2 separate regions of the Rattus norvegicus genome follow, and region 2 is linked to region 1. Evidence: chromatin contacts called from public Hi-C data. All regions are on one chromosome and are shown on one strand. The core of a region is the stretch at or near the end of the contact, and the rest is flanking DNA. Distances in the headings are between cores, read along the strand shown.

Region 1 (4,401 bases), core at 438-2,937:
TGATATTCCCATAAGCTGATGGTGATAGTTCAGTCCACATGTGTCCTCCCTCTCAGGAAGCTCCAATCTCCTCAGTCAAGTCAGGCACTGCAACCCCGCACGGCTCCGGCCTGCTACATCTTAGTAGCCGTGAGGTGAGAAAGCACAATTTCATCCCCACAGGTTAAAACCAAATGTTACAAGTTTGTGCTTCCTTTCCAGAGAGACCGTCTCAAAAGGAGAAGGGAAAAAAATCATCCAGGAAAGTCCTTGAAAACGTGGCACACAGATTAAATTCTTCTGTGAAGTTATACGAAAACTGCTTTCTAAACCTCATTTCATGGGCCATTTTTGAGATGTTTTTAAAGACTTATTTCACATATGCATGCCTGTGTATATGTGTGTGTGCACATGTGCCTGTGTGTATCTGTGTGTATGTGCATGGACATGCACATGTGTATGTGTATGTTTGTGTGTGAGTAAGGTAACAGTTCTAATTCTTTGAGGCCGAGTCTGTCCTTGAACTTAGAGACTAGCTGGTCGGCAAGTGATAGCTTGGATCCTCCCATCCACCTCCCCTTATGCCAAGATCAGAAGAGCAGGTGGCAAACCCCTACTGTGTTGGAGCTAGGGACCCAAAGTCAGGTCCTCATGTTTGCAAAGCACACAGCATGCACTTCATCAACCAAGCCTTTTTCTTGAAGTTCTGAGAAGTTCTCTCATCAGTGCCGGTTTCTTATGCGTTAGGAGAGTTGCCAGGCATTTGTCTGAAACTTTCATCAGAATTACCAAAGAAACTTTTAAATAACATTTCTCTTTTTTGAAATGAACAGAATGCAGGGTTGAGAGCAGGAATCTGTATTTGTTTAATGTTCTTTCCTAGATGAAACCCCAGGAAACACAAAAACCACTAAGGCATAAAGAGCGCACCTCGGAGTAGCACCACCGAGGCTGACAGGAAGAAGTGCTCTGTGGGAACCTGTCACTCTCTGGTTTTGGAAGAATGGTGAACAGGAGTTTCTCTGTTTTAGAATTATATACCATGTAGGGTTTCTATGTTCCTGAATACATTGCTTCTTTTTGTTATTTATTTTTGAGATTGTAATCTAATTATGTTTCGCCCTCTCCATTCTTCCCTACAAACCCATCCATACATCTCTCCCCACTCTCCTCCAATTTTATGGCCTCTTTTTTCATTAATAGTTATTGCAGGCATGCACACTCACACACACACACACACACACACACACACATACACACATACACACACGCACACACAACACACATACAACACACACACATACACAAAACACTTTTTAAAATTATTCCTCAGACATAGAATTGAAAAGATTGAATTTTCAAAAATAAAAGTCTGCACCTATATGTAACATACAGGTAAAAATACTGAGAAAAATCAGTCATCCTTGCTTAGTGTCTGAAAAGCCTGCGTTACCAGGGGCTGCAGAAAATAAGGTAACAACAATTTTAAAAAACCAAAAAACACCCAACGGCTCAAAGCAAAGCATAGCTCCTGCTAAGAAGCTGGTCCCAGTTCTGTAAACATCGATGCTGTCCTTTGACGTTAGTTGGTAGGGTCCTTTTCACTCTCCCACCTGTCAGAACCTGATCTACTTAGAATTCTCTCTTCATTTTTCAAGTGCACATTCAGCTTCTCTCTGATTGCAGCTGCCCCCTGGTGGCTGCTTGCCCCACCTCAGATCTCGGTAGTGTGAGGGAAACTGACATAACTCAACCTTGAAAGGAAGAGCAGACACTACAGTCAGCCGCCTGGTGCTCTGGCTGGGATACACACTCTTGCAAGTTTGCTGTCTCTGGGCCTTTTCGGTTATTTTCTAAAGCAGATGCAGGTTTGAAGTTTATCCACTCGGAAAACAGTGGAGGGAATTTCTGAGCTTTTTTGGTACCTACATGGGTTATGCCCCTCCTTATTTGCTTCAAACAATGTGATGCCCTACTAAGTATCTCAGCCAGGGCCCTGACTCAACACGAGTCGGACCCATCACACCCATCACACAGTGTTTCTACAGGCCGAGACTGCTGCTGCTCCAGCCTGCAGACCGTGTGTGCACTGAGCGGGACCAGTGCGCCTATGCCTTAGCTGCCAATCACGTGGTACAAGCAAGCTTGCTAACGCTTCAGACCCTAGGCCAGCACTTCCAGCATCTCGCCCACTGTCTCTATCTTCCACTGCCTGTGCCTCTTGGCTCCAGACCCTCACTGTGAGCACCGTGCTAGCCAGTTAGGAAGTGCCACCCACTTCTAATGGACAGTCATTCACTGGGTCATCCTGCGTAAGATTTCTTCATAGGCTTTCCTGTGCCAACCATATTTCAAACAGATATTCTAATAGACAAAGTGAATAGAGTCTATTCTTTATGTTCTCTAAGGACTAATAGTTTCTCTGATAATCAGCTCTTTTGTCTTGGAAGCCAAATACAGTAATTTGACTCTTTTCTTTAAAATGTATTTTTGTTATCTATGAACATGTGTTTGTGTCTGTGTTCAGTTTGCCGTGTGCTTGCAGGTCTCCTTGAGGATCCCCGGAGCTGACATCACGGGTAATTAAAAGCTGGCCAATACAGGTGCTGGGAATCAAAAGAGCAGAACGTGCTTTAAATCTTTAAGCCATTTCTCTGGGCCTTTTCCTAAAGCATCATGGCATAAATAGAAAATAATATTATTTTATGTAACATTTTTAATTCTTTGAGAATTTCACAGATGCGTGTAATAGATCTTAACAATTATTCTTTTTAAAGCATGAGTTGGAGTAAAATAAAGGCTTTGTGATGGAAAGTAATAAAACTTGCACCCCTGTTTTCTTTCTTAACTAATATATCTCAAAGTTCCAAACACGGTTTAAGTATCACCACGGTGAAATCATACACTAGTAACATATCTCCCTCTCTCTCTAAAAACCAAGTTGGCTAGAAACCAGAAAGAGAAGCATCTCAAAGTGAATTACCAACACAAGAAAAGCAGCCGGTCTGCGGCAGTGAAGACAGACTCCACGCACACGGGAATCTCCAGCATCCGTGATGCTGCTTCATCATGGGGCGACAGGAGTCTCCTGCACGCTCTGGGAAGCAGTGTGGCCCGTGCTTTCCAAAGAGCAAGTGCACCCAAGCACAGCGGCTGGTGAAGAGCAACGGCAGCTCCTAAGTCTACAGCACCAGGAGGTCATGCACGACTCACATGTACAGAGCAGGAGCTCATGCACGACTCACATGTACAGAGCACCATGAGCACATACATGACTTGCATGTACAGGGAGAAAACACTCCAAGCATGATAAACCACATGGCCCCATTTAAAAGTATCTGTACGCTTAGATTTTATACGTAATAGCACATATTCACAAACCTGAAGGCATGTATACCAAATGGAAATTATGTAGTTTCAGTGGCTAGATTTGGGTGGTGGCTATGTCTTTCTCCATATCTGTATTTTCTGATGTAGAATTCTTTGTCATGTTGAGATATGCCATGCTGAATTTTTCCACGCTGTATGGCACCGTTGCTATGTTCCTTCCAGAAAGACCCGCTGCTGGTTGAGCAGAAAAGTGTCTCGGACACGCAGGAGCATCCTAGCGGCAGCGGCTGCACACAGAAAGCCCTGCTCCGGGTCCCTGAGGTTTCCACAACTTGTTCCTAAATGTAAAATTCCTCCCACACTTCGGCCTAAGCAAAGACACGAGTTTGTTTTGCAACCACTGGCTTTTGCTGCACTCTGCTGGAACATTCCCTGATGTTCTCTACAAAACAATCACCAAGTATGGCGAGATCCTGCTACAGCTGAGCGAAACGCTCTCATAGACAGTTACAAATTTCCAGGGTCCCTTAACAATATTTTACCTAATAAAAGGGTTTGAGTTTACAAACACACACCAAACATTTGTCCCCGTGTTTAAAAGATTGTTGTGTACATCCATTGATCGTGATAAGGTAGAGGGAGCGTTTTTAAACATTATTAATTCTGCATTTGCATAATGCTCTTAGAGCTAGATTTCTTTTCCCTCAGTACTTCTAAGCAAACTGAATGATCTATCTTCAGCTACCATAACAGCGTGGTAATCCCTGGTCACACCTAATCTGACTCTTCGGAAGAGTAGAGGTTACCTGCTTGTTGTGTGTTTTAACCCGAGCTGCATTAGAGCAGGTCGTTTTGCAGTTTACTGGGAAGTAGCCGAGTGACTATACCTGTTTTATCCAGTGGCTAGCAATGGCACACTCCCCACCCCCACCCCACTCCCAAACGCCCGCAGTCAATATTCAGAATGAGACTTTCTTGATGAAAAGTAATTTACATCGGCCTCCAACTCCTCTACCTGTGCAACCGACCAGCCCCGGGCTGTGCTCCCGGCAGGACTCTCCGCACACAGAGGAAAACTTCACCTCAGCCTCC
Region 2 (4,744 bases), core at 924-3,423, 250 kb before region 1:
CACTGCCCTTCTCTGTTGACATTGGAACCCAGCTCCTTTGTCCTTCCAATGTGACTCTAGACCAGTGACTCCCCAGGAACGCTCTAGACCTTCAGTGCGATATCAAGATTCCTGAGGCACCTGGTGCTGTGACTAAGCAGCTTCCGGGTTCTCAGCCTCTCCACGGTGCTGACAGCCATAGTAGGACCCCCCCCCCCACCGCCGCCCATCTGACATAACACAAAATTCCTTCTTATATTAATTTGGTTGGTTCTGTTCCTCTAGAGAAGCAGGACTCCACTACTGAGGACATTAAGTAGCTATGTTTCTGTTCTAGTGCTTTCTATCTTAGAATTTTAAGATAAACACAAAAGAACTATTTTGCAATCTTTGGGTTTTTCCGTCAATAGTTAAAATTGTAAGTTATATTGTAAAATTTGGATATTTGTGTGTTTTGCTCCGTTTTCTGGTCTGTTTTGTTTGTTTGCTTGTTTTCTAAGCTATGGAATTTTTTTTTTAATACAATGATGTGTTAGAATTCCCCATGAAACATTTTGAGCCTGATGTTTCTGTGATGGACTGCTTTCTGACAACTTTACATCTTCTGTGGGAATATATTGGTTTGGATTCTCTCTCTTTTCTGGGGTCAGTTTTAGAAGTCTACATTCCTGGAAAGTTGTCTCTCGGATCTGATGATGCCTCAGATTAAAAAAAAAAAATCTGAGTTTTTAATTCCCCCAACTTCTATCTTTGTCGGTTTACAACTTTACAGATAAAAGGGGAATTTTCTATTATATAGCCAGAATGAGAAGGGAAAGCCCTTTTAACTACGGTACAGCCTCTGCAGCCATACGATAAACCCAACAGCTCTCACTCGAAAAAACATAGTAACGGGCTGGAGAGATGGCTCAGAGGTTAAGAGCACTGACTGCTCTTCCAGAGGTCCTGAGTTCAATTCCCAGCAACCACATGGTGGCTCACAACCACCTATAATCAGGTCTGGTGCCCTCTTCTGGCCTGTAGTTGCATACATGCAGGCAGAAAGCTGTATGATGTATACATAATAAATAAATAAATAAATAAATAAATAAATAAATAAATAAATAAATAAATAAAAAGAAAAAACATAGTAACAAAACTCTTTAGATAGGAGAAAACATTCTGTAGGCATAGTCAAAGGTTTAATAATGAATTTTGGGAAGCAGCAAATTATATGATAAAGCAGAAATAATATTCTCGAATAGGTTTATGGTGGTGTGCGTGTATGTGGGAACCAAACCCAAGGTCCTGTAGAGGAAAATGCTTTACCACTAAACCGCACTGTCCTTTTTTTTTTTTTTTTTTTTTTGAGGCTGGACCTTCTTATGTGGCTCAGACTGGCCTCAAACTATTGATCTCTTCACTTCTGCCTTTGGAGAGCTATGGTTTGAGGTACACACCGGTAGGAGATACACGGAAAGCATTTGTAAACATTAAGAAATTCAGTCTTGTAGAGCTCAGTCTTGTAGAAACTAAGCAAGATGTGTGCCCATGTTATTCAGGGAAAGATGACATAGTAAGCGTAGAACGTCTAGAAGATACTTCCCCACACATGACGCCTGAAGGAGAAAAACATCCCAGCAAGACCATTTTTAAGTAAGCCCTTGAGGTCGGCTGGAAATTTGTTTTATGACTCCATGGAAGCTGTACACACCCTCAGTGGTCTGTACCTGGTGCCATATGAACACCATGTGACTAAGTGATAGACCGTAGTGTTTAATGATGGCAAGAGAAACACTCTGTAAGGGTCCCGGTAGTACCACACCAACCATCTAGGGCCTGACGACTCGAGGTACATACCTGGTTGAACTCCCAGATCCTGAGTTGGGAAATACGGAGGGTGAGTTGTACAGGCAGAAATTGTCAACATTCGATCACACGCTTGTACGTGGCAGGGAGAACTAAACCTCACATGTATCCAAGGAGGGAAACCCGAGCCCATCCATCACCTAGGAAAATGCCTGGACTCTGACATTACACCTGCAGAAACATAAGCTGCAGTTCGGGCCAGGAGAGAGCGACAGCCAAGTGCAGCTCCTGACACCAGCTCTGCTTACACACAGCCCCTTAAACTCTCTCCGGATGGGGACAGTTTTCACACAATGGAGGACAGGAGCCACTACATGCTCTCCAGCACTTGTTGATGTTGGCTGGGGTGTCCCCGCAGCTGTTTCTCTTCCCTGGGTTAGACATCGAGGGATCTCGCAGCTCACACTGCTCAGCAGCCCCCAGCCATCTGATCTCAGCCACACAACACCCCAAGTCTTCAAACAATGAGAAACCACAGATGAGAATGCTCCTCCTACCCCTAATGGCTTTAAGATGTGACACAGAGTTGCCCTCTCCTCCGCCTTTTAATTCAAGCCACTCTATTAATTCTGTTACCCCCGACGTGATTGCCTTCACTCTAAAATTTTTGTTGACATGCCCTTCATTTCAAATCTGTGCCACATTTCTAGAGAAAGCATTTGTGCAAAAGCGACCCCGCCCCCCTCCCTTAGGGTGCACCACCCACCTGCAAACACAGTCTGAATTCTCACTGGCAGCAGGAGCAGAGCCTCGGACTTCTTTTATCAAAACTGGTCATGATCCTAATAGAACAAATTCCATGTCCACCTCATTTCTTGCCCTGCCCCACCCCCGCCCCCAACCCCAACCAATGCGTCTCTTCCTTTGCTCTGGGAATAAAAGGCAGCACTGAAAGGGTTAACTCCCTAGCAAGGCATTTTGCTGACCCAGTGTGAGATGGATTGGACCGAATTCAATTTAGCTGCAGTCAACAGGAAAGTAGGAAGGAAAATAGGATTTAACAAACAAAGCATTTAAAAAAAAAAAAGAGGCGGAGGGGGAGCCCACAGCAGGAAATAATTATTTGAGCAATTGTTCACTTTGTTAAAGGACTGGCGGGGATGAATATCCACCCGGACGCTCTGCTGTGCTCGTGGTTTCCCTGCAACACCCTGTCTGCTCCAATTAGTTACAAAAGTGGTTCTCCGGGCTGGAGAAAACGTGTGATTGTGTTGTGTGTCGGGGGAGCGGGGGAGCGGAGGCATATGTCACTGAAGCAGAGTCCGGCACCAGCTCGCTCTGGCCAAACCTGCAGTGGTCTCCAGAATGGAATGAGAATGAAAGCCTGCCTGCCAACAGAAGTGGTTTACAGAAATAATTCACTGACCATTCCATCTGCCTCCGATTAGGCATGTTAAACGGTTCAGCTCAAGTTAGCATTTCTAACATTTAGATATACAAAAATAAACAAAGCCACATATTTTATCACATATTTGCATTTGGAAAAAAAAAAAAAAAACCTCCTCACCTCCCTCAGCTCAGACTCTCTTTCATCTCACCCCCCACCCCCCACCCCTGCCCTTAGAACATCTACACTAAAACCATGAAGGCTTCCAAAAGAGAGCTCAGAGGAGAAGCAAGAGCTCCTCTTTGGAAAGGCAAGGGAAAATAATATTTTCAGAATAAAAATCTTTCAATCTGTAAAAGGAGTTTATAGCCTTGCCCCAGGAAAGTCAGCCAAAGGTCCAACTGGTGTGAGAACAGAAGGGTTCTGGGGAGCCCGGACTTAGCAGTTTACACTGCTCCAACTCTGGGGTGAGGAAGGCAAGCCAGTAACCTCCTGAAGGACAACCATCTACTACCATGGGGAGACCCACTAAACGCGTTTCGGTCACCTAAATTAGAAACCAAGGTGACGAGACACAGGTAAATAGCAAATGAAGAGTGTTCAGAATTCTTTTCTAAATTATTCTTTTGTCCCATCCACTTATACAACTGTATATCAATCATATCCGTCTAATCGGTACCATGTGCGGAATTCTGGCTGATTCAACGTCACCTTTAAAGTTTACTTTTCTATTTTCATTGCATATTATTGCTTTACTACTTTGCTGCATTACTAATTTACTAATATATTTTATTAGTATTCTTTCTGCACAGGGGTAACAGCTAAAACACCGGCTAGTGAGGTAAACCCCTCAAGGTCAACAGCTAGGATGGACAGGAAACCTGGGTTGGTGTCTGGACACATGACTCCAGGTCCAACTGTCTCCTGCTCCTCTGTACACAGAAAAATCAAAAGGATCAGGGTCCTGGAGCCATTTCTCAGAGCCAGACGGAGGAGCGGGCAGGGCCTGGGATAGCTGGACAGACCAGAAGCTGGCAAGGATACCTTGCAGGCTTCAGCTTCTAGCTGTGAACTCCGAAGGACTTTTGTCCCGGCTAAGACAAGGTGCTTAGGTGCTGGCTGTCCTATAGAACCAATGATCCAGAGCTTCTTCCTTCTCGTGGGTTAAGTCTGCCTGTAACTAGGGCACGGCTGATGGTTGCAGGCTCTGGGTCCAGCAGGCAGCCAAGGGATACAGTGCTTCAAAGGACATTTCAGGCGTGCCTTTACTTAAGACCCTGTAGGACCCAGTGTTAGAAAATTGTCATGACTGTAATGCTTTAGGACTTGCCTGGAGGCAGGCTAGGGTGGAGAGTTTCCAGCACCCAAGGTAACTGGAAGTGTCGAGCAAGGAAGGTGAAAAGCCGGTCTAACATTTCCATTTACCTACTCTGTCTGTCTGAAGAAGTGTCATTAATTCAAACCATCTCGAACGAGGCTTGATGATGTGTGAGAGCGGAAGCCACAGCACCAGGCCTCTCACATCCTGCAGATTCTCTGCTCGCAGCGATCGATCGATGATTCCCTCATCCCTCCACCCCCTCCTCTGTC

What was found. A called contact is a pair of places that touch in the nucleus more often than the background predicts.
Region 2: a Hi-C map of kidney shows a contact between it and region 1, with 4 times the contacts expected there. The contact joins two enhancer-like sites. A contact is called at or near these places in 3 of 12 Hi-C or Micro-C datasets (Schwann cells, kidney and psoas muscle).

Annotation. Positions count from the first base shown.
Region 1 is chr8:29,558,672-29,563,072 of GRCr8, reverse strand. All of the region lies in intron 19 of Bbs9 (Bardet-Biedl syndrome 9), which reads right to left. Among named protein-coding and RNA genes, the nearest start is that of Bbs9, 270 kb to the right of the region's middle. Within about 2 kb of position 1,687, at least 2 of the 93 cell types and tissues checked have an H3K27ac peak or open chromatin away from gene starts, as enhancers often do.
Region 2 is chr8:29,807,185-29,811,928 of GRCr8, reverse strand. No RefSeq gene overlaps it. Among named protein-coding and RNA genes, the nearest start is that of Bmper, 200 kb to the left of the region's middle. Within about 2 kb of position 2,173, at least 6 of the 93 cell types and tissues checked have an H3K27ac peak or open chromatin away from gene starts, as enhancers often do.